Regions from separate parts of the Mus musculus genome. Here regions 1, 2, 3 and 4 are each linked to region 5. The links are chromatin contacts, called in public Hi-C maps. All regions are on one chromosome and are shown on one strand. The core of a region is the stretch at or near the end of the contact, and the rest is flanking DNA. Distances in the headings are between cores, read along the strand shown.

Region 1 (3,710 bases), core at 615-3,114, 680 kb before region 5:
TGTGTGTAGTAATACAAGGCAGGGCTGAATCAAAACAAATATAGGAGGTAGCAGAATAGCCATAGAAGCTACAGACAATGGTAGGCAGGCAGTGTGGCAGCTCAACCTTGATAAATCAAACTTCTAATTCTATCTCCTTTCTTATTGAAAGAGAATACAAGGAATAAGGATGGGTGAGGTGCATGTCTTGAGAAAAGAGAAAATTATATGATGCACTGTTCTTATGAGCAATAGAAAAGGAGAGCGGTGGTGAGATTTGGCATGTTAACTGCCCCATTTCAAGCCCATGATTCCCATAACTGATGTGTAAGCCACTGTTCCCGCATCAGACCCCTTTAACTCCAGGCATACCAGAGCAGAGAGGCAGAAATAAGGAAACAATCTAATCTACACTGAGGGTTGGCTGCTTTGCCCACTGTGTAATATGAAAAAAGATAAAAGAAAATGAAGCCAAGTATGCTAAGTCTCTGTCTGACACAGGACAGTACAGACCTGACTCCCGGACTCAGGAACAGGATCCAAGAGGATGAGAAATTGTTCACATCTGTGTTAGTTACTTTTCTAGTAATGTGATAAAACACCATGGTCACGACAACTTAAGAAGGAAGAGTTGATTTGACCTATAGTTCCAGAGGGATACGAGTTTATCCTATGGTGGAAGAACAGTACCCAACATGGATGGAAGTAGGAGAAGGAAGCTGAGAGATCATATCTTCAAATGCAAACAGGAAGTTAAGGAGCAACATGAAAGTGGTGCAGGCCATTAATTCCAAAGCTCAACCCATAGTGATGTACTTCCTCCCGCAAGGATATACCATTAGCCTTTGGAAAGACAAGAGGTGGATGCAGCTACATCTCACTCTGGGGTACCTATTTAAATACAAGAAGTGGGTGTGATGGTTAATGTTGATTTTCAACTTGATAGGATTTATAATCACCATGGAACCAAACCTTTGGGCATGTCAGTGAGGTATTATCAAGATTAGGTTAATGGGTGTGAAATAAACCATACTAAATGTAGTAGGTATCATTCCATGGGCTAGATACCTAGAAGAAAACTATCTGGGCACATGCATTCTCCACTCTTTGCTAAGCTCTTCACTGGGCATGCGATGTGCCTAGCTGCCTCCTGCTGCTATTCTCTTCCCACCAATGGTGGGCAATTACTTTGGAAATGTAAGCCAAAATAACTCTTCCTGCCTTGAGGTGTTTTTGACAGGTGTTCTGTTTCAGCAACTAAACAGGTAACTACTAGAAGCATCCATACTCCTTTAAACACCAACATTGTATGAGTCTGTAAGTACAATCAATCAGCATGCAAAAGAATACACAATAATTAATAGAAATTTTATCTAGTCGAGAATCTTCCTAAGGCTGAGGGTATATGAGGAGGAGACAATGTCGTGTTCTTAAATATACCTTCTTTTTTTCAATCTGAAATTTATTTGAACAAGTAAAAAAAAATGGATATTTTGAACCAGGAGGTCAATTATGCTAGAAAGAATGCACACTTTTATACTTTAACCAAACATTAGAGTTAACAGTTGGCATTACTGATTATTTAAAGGGGATTTTACCTGGTTGTCTGAGTGTTCCTACCTGCCCTTAATGCTCCCTAACACACAGCAAAACAAGGGGTGAGGCAACATCAAAGCTTCCTTCTTTCTTTTCATATACTTCAGTTGTTTAACATCAAAAGGAAAATGTTCTGATGTGCAAGCCCAGAGTTTGCACCATCCCCACTTGTAGACGAGACTTGGGAAAGTTCATTTCCTTTCTTCAGTCTGGGTTTCACTGCTCAGAAAATGAGGAGCTTGAATCGGATGCGTAGTTTCAGCTTAGCCTCCTACCACCTCGGCCATCCATTGCCGGGGTGAGTCACCTCATCTTAATCAGCTTATCGTGTCTGAGAATGATGGAAAGTACCACTCGAGGATGACCTCAAATAACATTTTATGAAAGCACAAAGAGCAATATTGTCCCTAGTAGAACCTCAGCACAGAGTCCTGGGAGCACAGGGACTCTGGTTTAATAAAACCATTGCTTCTTGCACGGCTTCATTTTGGATTGACACTTTATCCTAGACAACATAGGATAGTTTTTGTATGTGTGGACAGCAGATAGGAAGGTGTTTTGGAGACAGAAAATGTGGGAACTACATCTTCTTAAATTTAATAAATCTTGCTTAAATTTTAGTTCATTCTAATACCAATCATTCCTTCTATCTGAATGTGGACTCAAGTTCAAAAATTAGATATTAAGAGTTTAAAGGTCATTGATGTATTCATATTACACCTTGGTGCGAGGAAAAAATGAACCCACTATGTGGTGGCATAAATGTGATAGAGGTAACACATGAGGAAAGAGAGACTCAAGATATTTATACATTGTGATGCTACATTTTAAACACCAGCAAAGGAACACATGTCATGTCTGCTTTCTTTCAATAACCAAGTTCTGATTAAGCACAATCTTCCAATAATGCAAAGCCATACTTTCCTGGTGGCTCCCTAAATAGATGGTAAAGGTTGACTTTCAGATTATTAAATTTGTGTGACATAATATAATGACTAGAAAACCAGAGATGGAAAATGTGTCCCTCTCTACCAGATGAGCCCAGCTATTTTTTCCCTAGTTCAGTCTCAGAAGCATCTTATGTTTCCATTCTCATCTTTACTGCCCTATTAATTGACAATCATTCCTGGAAGGGGATTTGAGTGACTTTTATGGGGCAATTGTGAGTCTACCATTCTCTTATTGTTCTTCAGTTCCCACCATGAGATCATTTCCTGCAGCTGTCAGTAAATACATTGAATCTAATCTGGATGGTAGCCTCAGGATTTCCTACAGTTTCCTCTGATTAGCAAAGCGAAGCACTGCTGGTCCCTGTTCTGGGCAGGAGCATCAGAAGTGGAAGGAGAAAGGTGACAGCATAGTGGACAGAGAGCTAGCTTAGGACAAAGAAGGCAGCATTAACACAATTCCATGCTAACAAGGAACTCCATGGACTCCATCTCTTACATGTTGATGGTCTTCAGGAATTAATACACAATGACATATGCTCAAAAGCAATTCTCTATGTCACTTCTCTTCATTTGTAATTCACGCAAAGACCTCAGGACTTCCTCAAATTAGAAGAATAAAATCTCCCAATTTAAATGGACCACTGAAAAGGGCAAATTGCCTGAGATACAACTGCCTATGGGCTACAAAAAGGAGACCCTGTTTTAGAGTTTGGACTCTCTGGGAAGAATAATATATTTAAAGATGGATGCTGATCATATCTATGACAAATTAAGAACAGCTCAGTAGCTCACTGGTAGTAATTTATTTTCTTGCTCCTTGGGGGTCATGTGTCAGAAAGTTAGGTCAATGAACTAAAAATCAAATGTTGACAGGGTTCTGTTGCTTCTGAAGTTTCTAAACAAGAATCCATTCATTAACTTTATTTCTACTTCTGAAAATAACCTGACCTTCTTAGTTTACAGTCTCTTTCTCCATTCAAGGCTATCATAGCCTCTTCAAACCTGCTCCCTTCCTGACTCCCTTGTCTCCCCTGGGCACTTGGCAGGACTCCTGTAATTATACTCATCTTACTGTGGCTGACAGGGTTCCCCTTAGGAGCTCCACATTAATAGCATGTTCAATGTCACTTCTGCATGCAAAGCAGAATTAGCCACACATTCTGTGAATAGGGCCTTGGGCATTCT
Region 2 (3,547 bases), core at 914-3,413, 880 kb before region 5:
GCCCATGGAGACAGGAAAGGCTGATAAATTCTAAACAGCAGCAAACCTAGCTAGGATGTGTTAACATAGCCACTGATGGAGCCATTAGCATACAAAAGGCTTGGCTGTGCCTGTCAGCTAATGTGTGCCTTATGGTCTTTCGCTCAGCTCTTTTCCATGCCTCCAAATGTCTAGAATGATCATTTCCCACTGTTTGGATCTGAAACCTGGTGTTCTGGGACTACTTAGAATGTCCTAACAGAACCCTGGCTCCTAGCCCTGGAATGAATCAAATAGTAGCCTGTGGCCCAAACACTGCTCCCATCTGGTCCAGCAGGAAGTTTTAACAATGGAAAGTGGAACAAATGCCACCCAAACTGCCACTGACAAAAGCCTGCCCATGTTTCTCTCTGAAACCTGACACGAGTCAGAGCTGGTGGGTCTCACGGTATTCGTGTTTGGCAATCATGAGACCTCTGTGCCAAGGGAAACAGACAAAAGATATCCACATCTGGGGAAGCACACAGGATGTACCTGATTGGAAAGTAAGAGCCCTGGGTCTCTCTCCAAGGAGCTCACGGCTGGGAAAACAGCTCACAGTTTTGATCTCTTGGGTGGGGGTAACAAGGCTCAGGCTGTGAAAAGGGTAAAGCCAGGCAGACTTGGCTCTGATCAATGTCACCTTAGAGACTAGGTGACGCTGGAGACTCTGACCCATTTCTTCAGACCCCCTAGTTACTAATCTGAGACTAAGATACCATACCCCATGGTACTTTGTGAAAACCAAATGACAAATGTAAAAGGAAAGTCAGGGTAGGGAGACGGCTAAGTGAGTGAAGCATGAAGGCTTGGGTCTGAACATCAGGAAATTAGCACTAAGTGGAAAGAGACAGACTCCTGCAGCTCATGGACCTTACACTGTATCCAATGTATCTAATACAATCGAGGAGCCTTGTCTCACATCCTATTGTGGAGGAAATAACATATTCAGTGGAAAGAAAATACCTAGCATTGACTTCTGGCCTCCACACACATGTCCTCACACACATATAAACTACTACACACACATGCAGAGGAAAACTTGCAAAGTTGCAATCCTGCCCTTCAGTGACTGCCAACCACTTGTTTCTACCACCCCTTGGCACTAGTCCTACAAAGATGTATGCCATTAGAAGAGTGTGCCCTCCTGACGCTGGTACATAGGAAATAACACAGGCAGTACAGGGAGCCTCTGTCTTGAGGCGAAAGGGAACCTCAACTTGGAGAGGATTATCTATTTAGTTTTCCATAACTGATGGGAGGAAACCAGGAGGTGTGAAAATAACCAAAGGTCTATAAGAGATTGCCGTGAGCTTGTGCAAAGAGCAAAGAACAGAGATCAGGAGGAGTTTGGGAAGGGAACTGGCTTCCCACTGTGGGTTGCCATGAACTTCATCCTCATGATTCAGTATTCCAAATTTTACACTTAGCTAAAGTTCTGGACACATTTTTGTCTTGCCAAAACAAGATCCCTCTAGGACTCAGCATAAAGAGCTAGGTGACACCCAATTTTTCTCCTCTCATACTAGACATTCCCTTGTCCAAGGTCCATACCCAGCTGACCAGATACTAGTCCTGGGCCCTGCCCTTCTTCATGCTACACAGTCATGTGTGTGCCCAGAGACCTGATTACACCTTTGATTCATTTTTTTCTAGTACACAAGTTACCCAAGACATTACCGATGTATATTCCAGATGATTCTATGTATTGGATAAGTTTTTCACGCATATATAAACTCATGTTTTATAGGTGTGAAACACTAAACGTGCAGTTACAAACCTAAGGCTGGCTCTGGCTCTTGCACTAGAATGTTCCAGATTCCGATAAAATTGCTCAGGTCCTAACTCCAATTGACAATGGTTCCTGTCTCCTCCTTACCTTCTAGATCAGGCAAATGGGTAGGCTATGGCAAAGTGCAGGCAAGCACTCCTTATCTACTGTGCTGTAACAAGGAGCTAGGTATCGCTTCAGCCTGGGTACCAATCATCTGCGTTCACCATGCCAATCGAGAAAAACATCAGTGTTGTCCAAAATGAGTGCATTTACCTTGCCAAAGATTCTGCTGTCTGTCTATGACTAATCTCTCTCTTTCTCTCTCTTTTTAAAAAGTGGGCCCAGATTCCTTCTCCTACCTGTTGTTTTAGGCTATCTTCATTCACAGTCTAATTTTTTTTTAATCTGTTCCATTCCTTCATGAAGCCCGAGTGTGCATCCTGATGTTTAGGAGTGCTTCTTGATGCTTCTTTGATGGAAATCGATGGGGAGGAAATGACAGGTGGCAAGCAAGAGAAGCAGCGATACGACTTTTGAGTAAGTCATCCTATCTCAGGCAGTCCTGACTCAGCCAGGGACTAATGTCACAGGAAGCTGCTCCTGAGCCCACAACATCTCAATTAGCTGTTTCTCTCTTCCGTTTTTGTTGCAGGCATTAAACTCAAACAACGCTCACAGGATGGAACACAGCCAGAAATGGTGAGCAATTCCAGACTAGAAGAGGGGCAGAAGTCCCTGAATTCCCCAAGTCACCAATTGTTAAGCCATTAGAGGCAGCAGAGCAAGAGACAGACCCTCAGTTCTCCCAGTGCACCCTGCAGCAATGTCTTACTTATTGCTTCCCTGTGCTAGACCATGGACCCTCAGGAACCACCTTCTGCCTTTTACCCAGTCTTCTCCATGCCCAGCCTATGAACTGAGCCATGTTGGGACCTCAACAACTTCTGCAGCCTCCATGTGTGTCCAACTCTGAACCGAGATTCCATCTTATCATTTGGTCATCAGGAGGCTCCTGACTGATGGTCTCCCTCTTCCCTCTATAATTGTTTCCAAACTCAAATGAATGGTTTCAGAGCACAAGTCTGGATCCTCGCTGTGGTATCAAACATGACAATGAGCAAATGCAGTCAGGCACAAAGAAGTCAGAACACGCTGAGTACTGGGGTAAATATTTGATGAAATTTCAAGCAGATTTGGGTTGGATCATGGTATTACAGTTCAGTTTCTCATAAAAAAATCCTTTATCTTTTGGAGACAGTGTGCTAAAATATTCATATGTAAATTGCAGGACTAAGAATTGCTTCCAAACTCAAGCCCAGTGATGGGCAGACTGAGTGTTGATATAAATAAAACAGACGTTTCAATGACTTCATAAATGTTGAAGTGGATATGGGAATATAGAGGTTCACTAGGCTATTCTTTCAATGTTTGCATATTTTCCCATAATAGAACATGGTGAAGGCAGCCCATATTGCTCCACACTTCATACTAAATAAAAAACACAGTCCTTCAAAGACCTCCAGGGCTGAACACTAATTGTTCTCAGGTTCTCTTAGCTTCATTCCCCCTGCTAGACCCTTGATGGCTCTAAGAATGCCTTCCCTAGATATGCCAAGAAGTCCCTGTCCCAGGGCCCCAGTAAAGGCTGCTCATGTCCTTTCTACAGCTGTCAGCCTGGCCAGCTACCCCATTGCCTGAGAGCCTGCTCAAGCCCAGCATTCTCTTTGGGACCTTTCCACACCAACTGCTTAAACA
Region 3 (3,589 bases), core at 343-2,842, 760 kb before region 5:
CTGAAGAGGAGAGATCTGTTGAGCTACCTGAAAGCCATGCAGAGAACTCTGGGGTTCCAGCTTTCCTGATTCACTATCCATGTTTGGGTGAGCTTTCAGGGATGTAGTTCCTGTAAGCAACTCCTCACCCATACTCCTGCAAGTAAATGCAATGAACTCGTTGGTTCACGAAGTTGACTTTGCTAGCAGGAACTACATCCCTGAAAGCTCACCCAAACATGGATAGTGAATCAGGAAAGCTGGAACCCCAGAGTTCTCTGCATGGCTTTCAGGTAGCTCAACAGATCTCTCCTCTTCAGTTGTTCTTCCTGCTTTACAACCCTGGGGAGGAAGGGACTTTGCAAATCTGGTTTCAGGAACATCCTGAGGCTTGTGGGTTGTTTGATGTCTGGGTTTTAATGAGCCTCCCTTCAGAACTTTCTAGGCTTAATGAACTTCATTCCATGACAGAATGTTTCCATTTGAAGCAAAGTGCTCTACCACCATGATACTAGGAGGAGAGGGCCCATGTTGAGTGATGGAACAGTCAAGAGAAAGCCAGGTACCCCAGTACAGAGACTTGGAGGATCTAACAACTGGAGGTATATTGCTCTTATCTGAGGGCCCACTAGGCTACTGTGATGGTTTAAATAAGAATGACCCCCTGTAAACTCATATACTTAAATGTGTAATCACCAAGGTGTGAAGCTCTTTGAAAGGGTTATATGGATTAGGAAGTGTGGCCCTGTTGGAGTAAGTATCATTTTGTTGGAGGAAGTATGTCACTAGGGAAGTGGGTGTGCTTTGAGATTTTAAAAGCCCATGCCAGGCCCAGCACCTTTCTCTTCCTGCTGCCTGAAGATTAGGATGTAGAACTCTCAACTATTTCTCCAGTTCTACATTTGTCTGTGTGCTTTCTGCCATGACAATAATGTACTAACTTTTATAAGGAAGCCCCTAATTGAATTCTTTCTTTTTTATAAGAGTTACCTTGGTCATTGGTCATGGTGTCTCTTCACAGCAGTGACTAAGGTAGCCTTCTCTGGTTTCCTATAGATAGATGTCAATCTCAGACCAGCCCAAGCCCTAAGAGGGGTCACATTCCATGGATTGCCACAAAGGGCCAGACCAGTACAGAGAGGGGTGAAAGATCTTTTCTAGAGTCCCGTCCAGACCAGGGCTGCATATGTATGGCTCTGTCGGGATGATTCCTGGTGGGAGAGCGCCCCCTGGTGCCAGTAGGAGTAATGGTTCCTGACTAGAGCTGTGACCTCTTCCAGGGTTGTGATCTCAGATTTCTTCTACTGTGTGATCATGCCTGTGGTGTCTGCAAAGCAGTGATTTCCCCGGGGGGTGGGGGTGGGGGGCGGCTGGGGGAAAGAGGGGAAGGGACAGTTCCAAATAGCAGAGGAAGGGAGGTTAAACACTTTAAGATCCGGTGTCCTCTCACCCAGGGCCTTTTCTAGAAGCCCCTTTTGTCTCACCCCCTCCAGTTGCCCTTTGGAGGTCTGGGTCTCTGGGAGTAGTATTCAGGCTCAGGATGTGTCCCGGGTCTGCATGAGCCACAGTCAGTGGACTCTCTCAATCTTGTTCACACATACAGCAAAGTGCTTCTCACAATGGACACATTTCCAAATACGAGGCAGTTGGTGAATGGCTGCCCCTAGGAGTTGCCAGCATTTGCTTTCTGCACATTTCCACCACCCTGCCTTGCTTATTACGGCCCTAATTACTCTGTATGCCTGCATCTGCCTGCCCCTTTACAGACCAGAGGGAGCCATTCCCAGGCATAACCGCCAGCTGTAACCACCACCCAACCACAGCTCACTCGACATGATACCAGCTTAATGATCCGTGTATGGCCACTTTCAGGCTATGCCCACCAGGGGTTTATGAAGCTTACACAACAGCTAAACCAGCCAATGAATTTCTTCCCTTCATGGACCCCTCAGGGTCTCAGCAATAGGCTACTTTAATACAGACATCTAAGGGACATTTGCATGGGGTATACCAGAGAGGAAAGGTTTGGTTGCACTTCTGACTTTGGATAATTAATTCTATAGTCCATTCTGCTGGGCTCAGAGATGTGTGGTCAAATATTATTCTGGAAACTTCTCTGAGGAGCTTTCAAAGGGCATCATCATTTAAGCCCATTGATGTTGAGAAACACACACTGTTCTCTCTCTCTCAAACAAGCTGACTCATCCAGTCGAAGTCTGAATGAAGCAACAGACCGGCCTTCCCTAAGCAGATGATACTTCAGTCTGATGGCCTGTGGGACTTGAACATTCGCTTCTTCAAAGTTTCTAGCGCGCACACACACACACACACACACACACACACACAAACACACACAGGCCCAATGAGGCTGAGAATGTTTTGATCACCCTGACCTTCACATGCCATCAGGGAGTCCTTGGGCTCCCTCTGCTGGACAGAAGGAAAATCTTCACTTGTTTTCTGATCTTGGCCTGCCAGGTACCAGGGCCACTTGCCTGCCCTTCTACCATATTTGAACCTTCTTCAGTGCATCTGCCTCTGGAGTCTCTTGTATGAGCTATGCAGGCATGAGAAGAGAGAATGTCTCTGGATTCTTCATCTCTGGAGCTGAGAGAACAGAGACCTGAGATGCAGAAAGGTAGAAGAAGGAATCGGGGCCTACAAGGCAATCTTGTTCCATTTATCACATTCTGCAGTGGTTCCCAGGAAGTGACACAAGGACCAGGTAGAGGATGCATTGAAGGCCAAGAAGAGCCCAAAGTCCTGAATCCCATGCCAGGCATACCCTTTCTGTTGCTTAGATTGGGGTCACCTCCCACCTGAGCTTCTATTTTCTGTTTGTCAGTAGTCTTATATCTCCCCTATGGTATGTGCACAATCTTGTCTCCATGATGCCTGCTGTAGGTGAAAAGGATGCTAAGGTCAATCCTCCCAGTGTAGTGACTCACAGTGCTACTGTGGCATGGCCTTCTGATGTACCCAGTAGCTCTGCATGAGCCCTCAGTGTCCACTATGCTCCTCATGTACACAGGATGTATGCCACTGCCACCCAACAGGAAGACACAGGACTCTCAGACATCTGGATGGAGTGACATTTTGTAATAAAGATGTGTGCATACTATAAAATAGACATCCAGATTTTATAAGGCAAATTATATATTATATTGTCTTATACATTATATATTTGAATATGTAATATAAATGACAGACATTTAAGATATACAAGTGAATAGTTATTGAAAAGAATAGTCTTGTGTTCATGTGTATTATACATAAACATGTGTATGGATCAGTGTGTGTATTTACATTTATAGCAGACATGCATATTTACGAGTATAATATATACGTGTAAATATATTGTATATATGTCCCATAGGCTCTGTGAAGGATTAGCTCCAGGACTCTAAATCAAAACCTGCCACTTCTCGAGTTCCTTACATAGGATTGTATAGCGTTTTGCATCCTCTATATTGTCAGCCTTCTCTAGACGACTTAAACGATGCCTCACATAATGTAAGGGCTTGAAAATGGGTTGTGTACAGTATTATTTAGAAGATGACAAGAAAAAGCTCTACACATGTTTGGTATGGATGTAACTTCTTTCATTCTG
Region 4 (3,646 bases), core at 854-3,353, 700 kb before region 5:
TAGGCCCTGGCATAGTCTCACAAGAGACAGCTATATCTGGGTCCTTTCAGCAAAATCTTGCTAGTGTATGCAATGGTGTCAGCGTTTGGAAGCTGATTATGGGATGGATCCCTGCATATGGCAGTCACTAGATGGTCCATCCTTTCGTCACAGCTCCAAATTTTGTCTCTGTAACTCCTTCTACAAGCTCAACTCCTTAAGTATGTCTGTGTCCCAGCAACAGTATTTCCCCTTTCCCAATTGGCTGGTACCCCAACTCACTACTACAACTACCTCAAGACATGGCTGTCCTTCCTGGAGCCCTTCTTCCAGCTCATGGGATGAAGTGGCTTCCCTCGTCCACTCTAGTCAGGACTCATGGATGTTATTATATATATATATATATATATATATATATATATATATATATATATATATATATATAACTTTCTGTTTTGTTCATCAGAATGAAGATCAAGGAAGCTGGGCTGAGGTCAACCTTGATCCCCTCTAGAACAGGGCTTGACATGTGACTGGTACAGCTATGCAGCAGATAACACTTCAGACTTCAGCTCACACATCTCTGCACTCAGACCACGGAGGTTAGTAAATGTGGCATATATAAGAATCCACCGTTTCTGATAATGGTCACATGACAGAATCATAATACCATAATACTGGAAGAGCCAGCAGACCACAGCTCAGACGTTGAGCAGTATCTCAAAGCCTAGTTATGACAATGCTCTCTCCTTGCACAGTGCATTATGATGAATGAAGTCAAGTTCGGACTCCAGTCCTATGAATTACCAAGATTCTTAAGTAAGACATGCTGGGAAAGGCCCTCTAGGCCAGGAAAGACAAGGGATTGCCAGGCCAAGGTATAAGAAAAAGCTTGAAGCTAGGGTGAATGTAGGAAGGTGTGTGATATCTGTCTGTCTGTCTATCTATCATCTGTCTAGGTGTGGGTATGGAGTATGGGTGTGGGAGTGCATTTGTGTACTATTATGTGTGTTTGTGAATTTGCTTTATTTATATTTATTTGTTTGTTTGTATGTATGCACATATAAATACACGTATTTGCGTGCATGACCTTTGTGTGTATTTGTATGTGTGTACAAATTTGTCTATGTATGTTAAAGCATGCATGAGTGTACATATAGAAAGACATAAAGTTTCTCTATGTGACATGGGTGATCAAATACAGTCATAGATAGAGTCAGAGGATAGCTGGGTTTACAGAAGATCGCTGAGAAGAGAGGACTTTGAGAAAGTTAGTGGGTGAGGGCATTCTGACTGAGTGGCAGACAAGGGTAAGATGATGGTAGGAGTATCAGGAGCCATTGCATGCTGAACAGAACAAGAGGAGAAAGCTCAAGCAAGCACCAACCAGGAACCTACATTTTGTTGCTGTGTGGCTTCATTCAACTCCTGGGTCTCCTCAGCATCTCAGTAGATCAATAGCAACACAGTCAACACTGCAGGATCACTCCGGAGGTTAACATACATTTGCCATGGCCAAAGGGCTCAGTGCAATGAGATGGCAGACTCTGTTTAACCTCAGAAGGATCTGTTTATGCCAACATCACCATCGGTACATTAGAGTTGAGTAACACTGGTGTGAAAGGAACTGCATTCATCAGAAGCATCTAGAACCTTCAGCTACAGATGCCCAGCTACACCCCAGTCAATGCCAAGTCACTGACCTAGAATGGACATGGCCTGCAGATCACGACTAAACAAGAACATTGGGTGACTGCTCACTGGGAGATGGTGCACACAGCAGTGAAGGCCCCCTTGGAGACTGGATGTTTCGTGAGTCAGTGTCTTGACTTTGGCTCTGCCACTCCTGTCCAGAGTGACCCTCTAGAGTCATCCCTGTGGCTGGTTTTCCCACCCGGGCCCCACAGGTTGCCTTGGCTGCCTTCTTCTCTCCCTTCCTCTCTGTACCCTAATCTAATTATCACAGCAACCAGATGTGACAGGCCCCCTCTCTAACCCACTTCAATATCTCAGAGAGCACCTTCCAAGACCGGGCCCTTTTATCATTTGCCAGGCCCCAACCCTAGAAACCTGGAAGGTATCCTTATGCTAATTAGCCCTGAAGTGTCCTCTGCCAGAATAATCCTATTACAGGGTCCAGGAGCAGCTGCAGGCTGTCACAATCAAATCCAGTGGGAGCAGACACATCAAGAGGGTCAGCCTTCTGGAACAGCATGCCCGCCTCCTGCCACAGCCTCTGTCTCCAAGCTCTTCTGGGCATCTGCACCTCTCTCTCTGTATTTTTGAAATGAGATGGAGGAGAGGAAATGGATGTATGCAAATCCTTTTACATTAGTCTACAGAGCTCACTGGATAGTTCAAACCCATCTATGAATCTCTCTCCCAGCACACCCTTCACAGCACAGATGTGTGTGTGTGTGTGTGTGTGTGTGTGTGTGTGTGTGTGTGTGTGTGTGTGTATCCCCTGTGGTATATATTATAGTCCCCTGTGGTCCCTTCTAGATCCCTCCTTACAGTGAGCTTTAATCTTGTATTGAGTACAGATATACATAAGAGAACCCAGAGTTTATGATCCAACTACTGAACTCATATCTAAGATCTATCACCTATATCTGAGCTCACACATGCTTCTTTCTGGGGCCCAACACACCCATCATGAACCAAAAAACTTGACACTATATAAGTTCTTTGTTTCTTGTGTAGATGGGCATTATCTATCAGTATATTGTAGCTCCTTCTATTATGTTAACGTGTGGCAACCACTAATATCTGTTGAATGATTGAGCCCATTGTCTGCTTGCTACTGGGCTGCCAGTTGCAGGTGCATCAACTAATGTAGTTACAAACTAGCTGGAACACAAGAACCAACAAGCAAAATTTAAAAAGTGAAAAAAAGAAAACATCAAAACCACAAAACAAAGCAAAGTGGAAGCCAGGGGCTTTGCAACCTGTTCTGTAGGGAAACCTGGCTAGAAACAGCTTGACACTATTTATAGTTTTCATTTCTTTTTTATGAATATTTATGTCTGCTTGGAAAAAGCACAGATGAGCTTTACTACGGTGTCTTGGCCTTGACTCTCTTGGGGTACTTGCAATATTTGAAACATTCACTTTGGGGATTGAATTTCTACAGTTTGAAAATTTGCTGGCTTGTGCTACAATCCTGGGCCTAGCATTTTGGGTAAAGCATTTGAACTTGCCTGTACTGTCAGTGTTTTGGGGGTGACAGAACCAGACTAAGAATTTTAATATTTGCTAAGATCAGTTGATAAGTATGTTGGCTTGACTCTGAACCAATGGAACATTCTGTTTCTGCCAGAGGAGGCAAGTTGAAAGAGATCATAGGCGTTCAAGAACTTGGGCCATTGGCCTCTAAGCATCCTTTGTAAAGCTGAGATCTATAGATACCAGGCTAAAAACAGCCACCCTTTAAAATTAATGTTTACCAATATATCTATTCTCTACCTTCAATCTTATTCAGCAACCCAATGGTCAATGTGGGATGGAAGAACAAACCAATATGCTTAGTGGAAGCAATCTGTCAGGTCAGTGCTATATTGAAGAAACTGAGTTATGCTTCATTGCTCCACAGATATTAGGAAAGATTTGCTGTGGTAAAGGGAACGCTGAGAGAAGTATCACACACAGCCTGATGGACAAACGCCTC
Region 5 (3,486 bases), core at 673-3,172:
ATGGGCGCAGCCTTAACAATTCCAGATCTTAATGTGCAGCCACAACAATGAGGCTACCATCTGGGCAAGGGCGCTCCATTGTGCCTTCGTCCCCAAGATAAGGGTATCTGCCTAGATTCTTAGTATACAGCCAACACAATGGAACAGTAAAAGGACGCTTCTCACTGTGCCACCAGCTCCAAAATAACATCAGCCTGGATCCTTAATGCCCAGATGCTGCAATGTATATATCCACATGGTAAAGATGATCGCTCTTACCATACCCAACCTTTGTATGCAGCTATGGCCACAGAGTGGCCTGCGGGGTCTAAATACTCCACCTCCATTCCCGGAATAAAATCTTCTCTGATCCTTAGTACACAGCCACCACACAAAGGAAGGAAGGACGTTTCACAATGCCCTTATCCTTAGGGCAAAATAAATAAATAAATAAATAAATCAAAGAAGCCCAAATTTTTAGTGTGCAGCAGTCACAATGTAGTTACACTCAGGGTAAGGATGCTCAGAAACACCATCCTCGGGATAAGATCCTCTTAGGCTTTTCAAACGCAGCTGTCAAGATGCACTTATCCACAAATACGGGTTTCTGCTATACCAACATCTCAGGTTAAAATCCACTCGGGCACTTGGTGCTCAGCCACCACAATGCAGGCATCCGCCAAGTAGTTCAGACTCTGTTAAACCATCATCCAAAATAAGGATATCCATTTGATTCCTTAGTGCGCAAGCAGCAGCCATATAGGGTGAGGCACTCTGAGGTTATCTGTGCACAGCTCTGCTGCGCCACCATCCGCGGGGAAAAAAAATATCATGCAGAACCTTAGTGCGCCACCAAAACCATTCAAGTGATCCACCCTCTAAGGTTGCTTCGTTGGGTATCCGTGCGCAGCTCCACTGTGCCTCTATCCCCAAGGTAAGAACATCCGTTCAGTCACTGAAGTGCAGCCACAAATATATGTAATTCCCCAGGATTAAGATAACAAAGAGCTGTACAGGCGTTGGCTGGGTAACGGCATACGCCCAAGTCCCAGCCAAGCGTGGAGACCTCCATGGCTCATCATTGTGCTACAACCACAATGCGCCTATCCACAGGGTGATGGCGAGCCTCTGTGCTAGCGTCTCCAGGGTAAAAAGATCGGCCAAGCTCTCCGTTGCATCGCAAGCTGCAGGGTTCTGTGCTCGAAGGTATCTCAACGCTCGAAGGTATCCTCGCACGAACTGCACCGACACAGATATCTGGGCTTTTTCTGTGCCTCCTTTTGCCCATTCCTCGGTCACCACCACAAGTGAAAAACTCCCGGCTCCGCGGCAGTGTCGCAGGTCTTCTATCCAACCATTTTCAGAGTAAAGGCCGCGGATCTTCCCGGAGAGCCGAAGCTGGCCGGAGAGCCGCGGCAATGATCGTCTACATAGCACCAGCGCTTGGATGAGCTATCACACAAGGCCTAAAATCTCAATAAGATGGGCTAACAAGCCACCGGGTCCTCTTCGGTTCGTGGTCACAGAGCTGTAGTAAAGGGGTTCGCTCAGCTTCCAGCCGTGCCGCAGTCTGCAGTCTTTAGAGACGTCTGTCGAGATCTGGAATGCAGGCAGCTGTGACGCAGTCTGCTGGGCGAGTCCGCTCAGACTTCAGTGCGCAGGTGCGGCAATGCGGCAATCTGCTCGGTGGAGACACATTCTGCGGCGCCCTCTACCGGGTAGGAACGCCAGTCCACGAGGCCGGCAGCCCACACAATGAGGCCCCACAGTTGATCAGAATGGTTCTACTGAGGTAGCAACCCTTAGGGTATCGGTGCGCAGCCACACTGGATGGAGACTTGCAGCCTAAGGGTGCTCCACTGAGTTGGCAGGGAAGGCTATCCACACAAATACTCGGTACACCGCGGCCATGGCAGCAAGGCAGTCAGCGGATCTCAGTGCGCAGGCGTGGCAATGCGACAGAATGCACTTTAAGAATGCATTCTGTGGTGCCATCTAGCGGGTAAGAATGACTCTTGGTCCTTGGTTTAGGGGCACGGGGAGAGAGAGAACGTGGGTACCCCAATGGTGACTGGCGCACGGCCCCAGTGGTATAGCATCTACCTGGATAATCCATGCTGTCACACAGGGTGACGATCCACAGCCTAAGGACGCCCTGCCGGGTCTTCAGAGTGAGGGTGTCCAAGCAATAATGATATGACAAAAATGAATGTCCCACTATGTCTGCAGGGTGACGGTGTTCCACCTAGAACCAGGCTGCAGCAGCAAAAAATGCTCAATGTTAGGAACGTAGCCGGGTCCACTGAAGGCGCATGGGGAACATCCGGCATTGCGGTGCGGCGCAGCCCTGCCCATAGCTCTCCCTGCTTAGCCCCTCCTGTGAGGGAAATTCAGGCTGCCTCACTGTTGCACAGACTGTGAGAGCCATGGACTATCCTTTTGCAGTGGTAATCTGGGTGCCCCAGTGACAAGAGGCCAAGGGTGACCAGTGTACCCTTACTGGTCTGCCGAACCAATAATTTGATCCCGATTCATGTGCGATTTGCTAACAATAAGGACTATGTCTTCCAAAATGAGCTTTAAGAAGCTCATTGGGTTGGATTACCAGGAAGGGCCGGGCAACGGGGTTTCCCAGGGCTCACCGGAGGGCAATATGTGACGCACTAATAATTTCTAACCAAAAGCTGAAAGTTTAAAGTCCCACCTTTTTATATTTCTAAATATTCCAGCAATATGGCATCTTGTAGCAAGGAAGCAAAGTATTTTCATTTTATTTGTTGATCACGCTGGGAAGGGTGCCGCACGCAATGGTCCGAGGGAAGAGCCCCTGTGTCCCTGACACTCCTCTTCTTTCTTCAGTATTCACAGGGGAGAGCCTCATGTTAGTGAGGGCCACACATGAGGCAACAAGAGGCTAGGAATCAGAACCTTCCCTAAGAAATTGAGTAGAGATGTGTTTGTTTCTTTTTCTTTTTTTTTTCTTTCTTTTTTTTTTTTTTTTTTTTTTTTTTTGGATGTGTGTTGGGGGAGGGTTTTTTTGGTTTTGGGGGTTTTTGGGTGTGTGTTGGGGGAGGGTAATTTTATAACTATGTTTGTTGGGTCGCCTTCCTGCATTCTGGTTATCAGTTATTTTACCCCAATAAAATCTTTGATTGCCTCCTGCAGGGGTTGTTTGATTGACAGTAGGCTCCTTTTGTTCCACGGGGTTTTATATGCTAATTGTTAGTTTGCCTCTGCCTTCAGATCATGATAGAATTTAGTTAAAGCTTGCTATCATTCACACCGCCTTGTAAAAGACAAACTGTGTGGTTACTAATATAATTCAAAATAATTGCTTCTCTCAAAGTTTACAGCCCCGTGTTAACTTTAATTTTGAAAGTACTGGTTTTTTTTTTTCCCCCAGAGTACATGAGTGAAAATAAAGGGAAAAAAAGATGTACTAGATGTGTGTAAGTTTAATTGAAAATTCTAACCTGAGCATCAGTGAAATTGAAAACACTGTATATG

What was found. A called contact is a pair of places that touch in the nucleus more often than the background predicts.
Region 1: a contact with region 5 is called in a Hi-C map of the N1E-115 cell line, with 3 times the contacts expected there. The contact joins the enhancer-like site here to the promoter of Peg13 in region 5. A contact is called at or near these places in 2 of 484 Hi-C or Micro-C datasets (the N1E-115 cell line and cerebellar granule neurons) and 3 of 115 datasets of contacts at active chromatin or transcription factors (bone marrow-derived macrophages, large pre-B cells and neural tube).
Region 2: a Hi-C map of the N1E-115 cell line shows a contact between it and region 5, with 5 times the contacts expected there. The contact joins the enhancer-like site here to the promoter of Peg13 in region 5. A contact is called at or near these places in 1 of 15 datasets of contacts at CTCF or cohesin (large pre-B cells), 10 of 484 Hi-C or Micro-C datasets (B cells, the C2C12 cell line, CD8 T cells and 6 more) and 6 of 115 datasets of contacts at active chromatin or transcription factors (bone marrow-derived macrophages, embryonic forebrain, embryonic hindbrain and 3 more).
Region 3: a Hi-C map of the N1E-115 cell line shows a contact between it and region 5, with 17 times the contacts expected there. The contact joins the enhancer-like site here to the promoter of Peg13 in region 5. A contact is called at or near these places in 3 of 484 Hi-C or Micro-C datasets (the N1E-115 cell line and cerebellum), 4 of 115 datasets of contacts at active chromatin or transcription factors (embryonic forebrain, embryonic midbrain, forebrain and 1 more) and 1 of 9 other capture datasets (embryonic stem cells).
Region 4: a contact with region 5 is called in a Hi-C map of cerebellum, with 1.9 times the contacts expected there. The contact joins the enhancer-like site here to the promoter of Peg13 in region 5. A contact is called at or near these places in 1 of 484 Hi-C or Micro-C datasets (cerebellum) and 3 of 115 datasets of contacts at active chromatin or transcription factors (bone marrow-derived macrophages, embryonic forebrain and large pre-B cells).

What each region holds. Positions count from the first base shown.
Region 1 is chr15:72,132,542-72,136,251 of GRCm38.p6, forward strand. It overlaps a transcript of Col22a1 not described here. Among named protein-coding and RNA genes, the nearest start is that of Col22a1, 100 kb to the left of the region's middle. Within about 2 kb of position 1,865, at least 2 of the 459 cell types and tissues checked have an H3K27ac peak or open chromatin away from gene starts, as enhancers often do. A contact at or near this core is called in the N1E-115 cell line, where this site is marked.
Region 2 is chr15:71,927,193-71,930,739 of GRCm38.p6, forward strand. All of the region lies in intron 22 of Col22a1 (collagen, type XXII, alpha 1), which reads right to left. Among named protein-coding and RNA genes, the nearest start is that of Col22a1, 110 kb to the right of the region's middle. Within about 2 kb of position 2,164, at least 1 of the 459 cell types and tissues checked has an H3K27ac peak or open chromatin away from gene starts, as enhancers often do. A contact at or near this core is called in the N1E-115 cell line, where this site is marked.
Region 3 is chr15:72,049,244-72,052,832 of GRCm38.p6, forward strand. It overlaps a transcript of Col22a1 not described here. Among named protein-coding and RNA genes, the nearest start is that of Col22a1, 17 kb to the left of the region's middle. Within about 2 kb of position 1,593, at least 10 of the 459 cell types and tissues checked have an H3K27ac peak or open chromatin away from gene starts, as enhancers often do. A contact at or near this core is called in the N1E-115 cell line, where this site is marked.
Region 4 is chr15:72,104,083-72,107,728 of GRCm38.p6, forward strand. It overlaps a transcript of Col22a1 not described here. Among named protein-coding and RNA genes, the nearest start is that of Col22a1, 72 kb to the left of the region's middle. Within about 2 kb of position 2,104, at least 7 of the 459 cell types and tissues checked have an H3K27ac peak or open chromatin away from gene starts, as enhancers often do. A contact at or near this core is called in cerebellum, where this site is marked.
Region 5 is chr15:72,808,402-72,811,887 of GRCm38.p6, forward strand. Peg13 (paternally expressed 13) reads right to left here and starts at 1,923. Exons shown (of 1, transcript NR_002864.2): 1 at 1-1,923. All of the region lies in intron 16 of Trappc9 (trafficking protein particle complex 9), which reads right to left.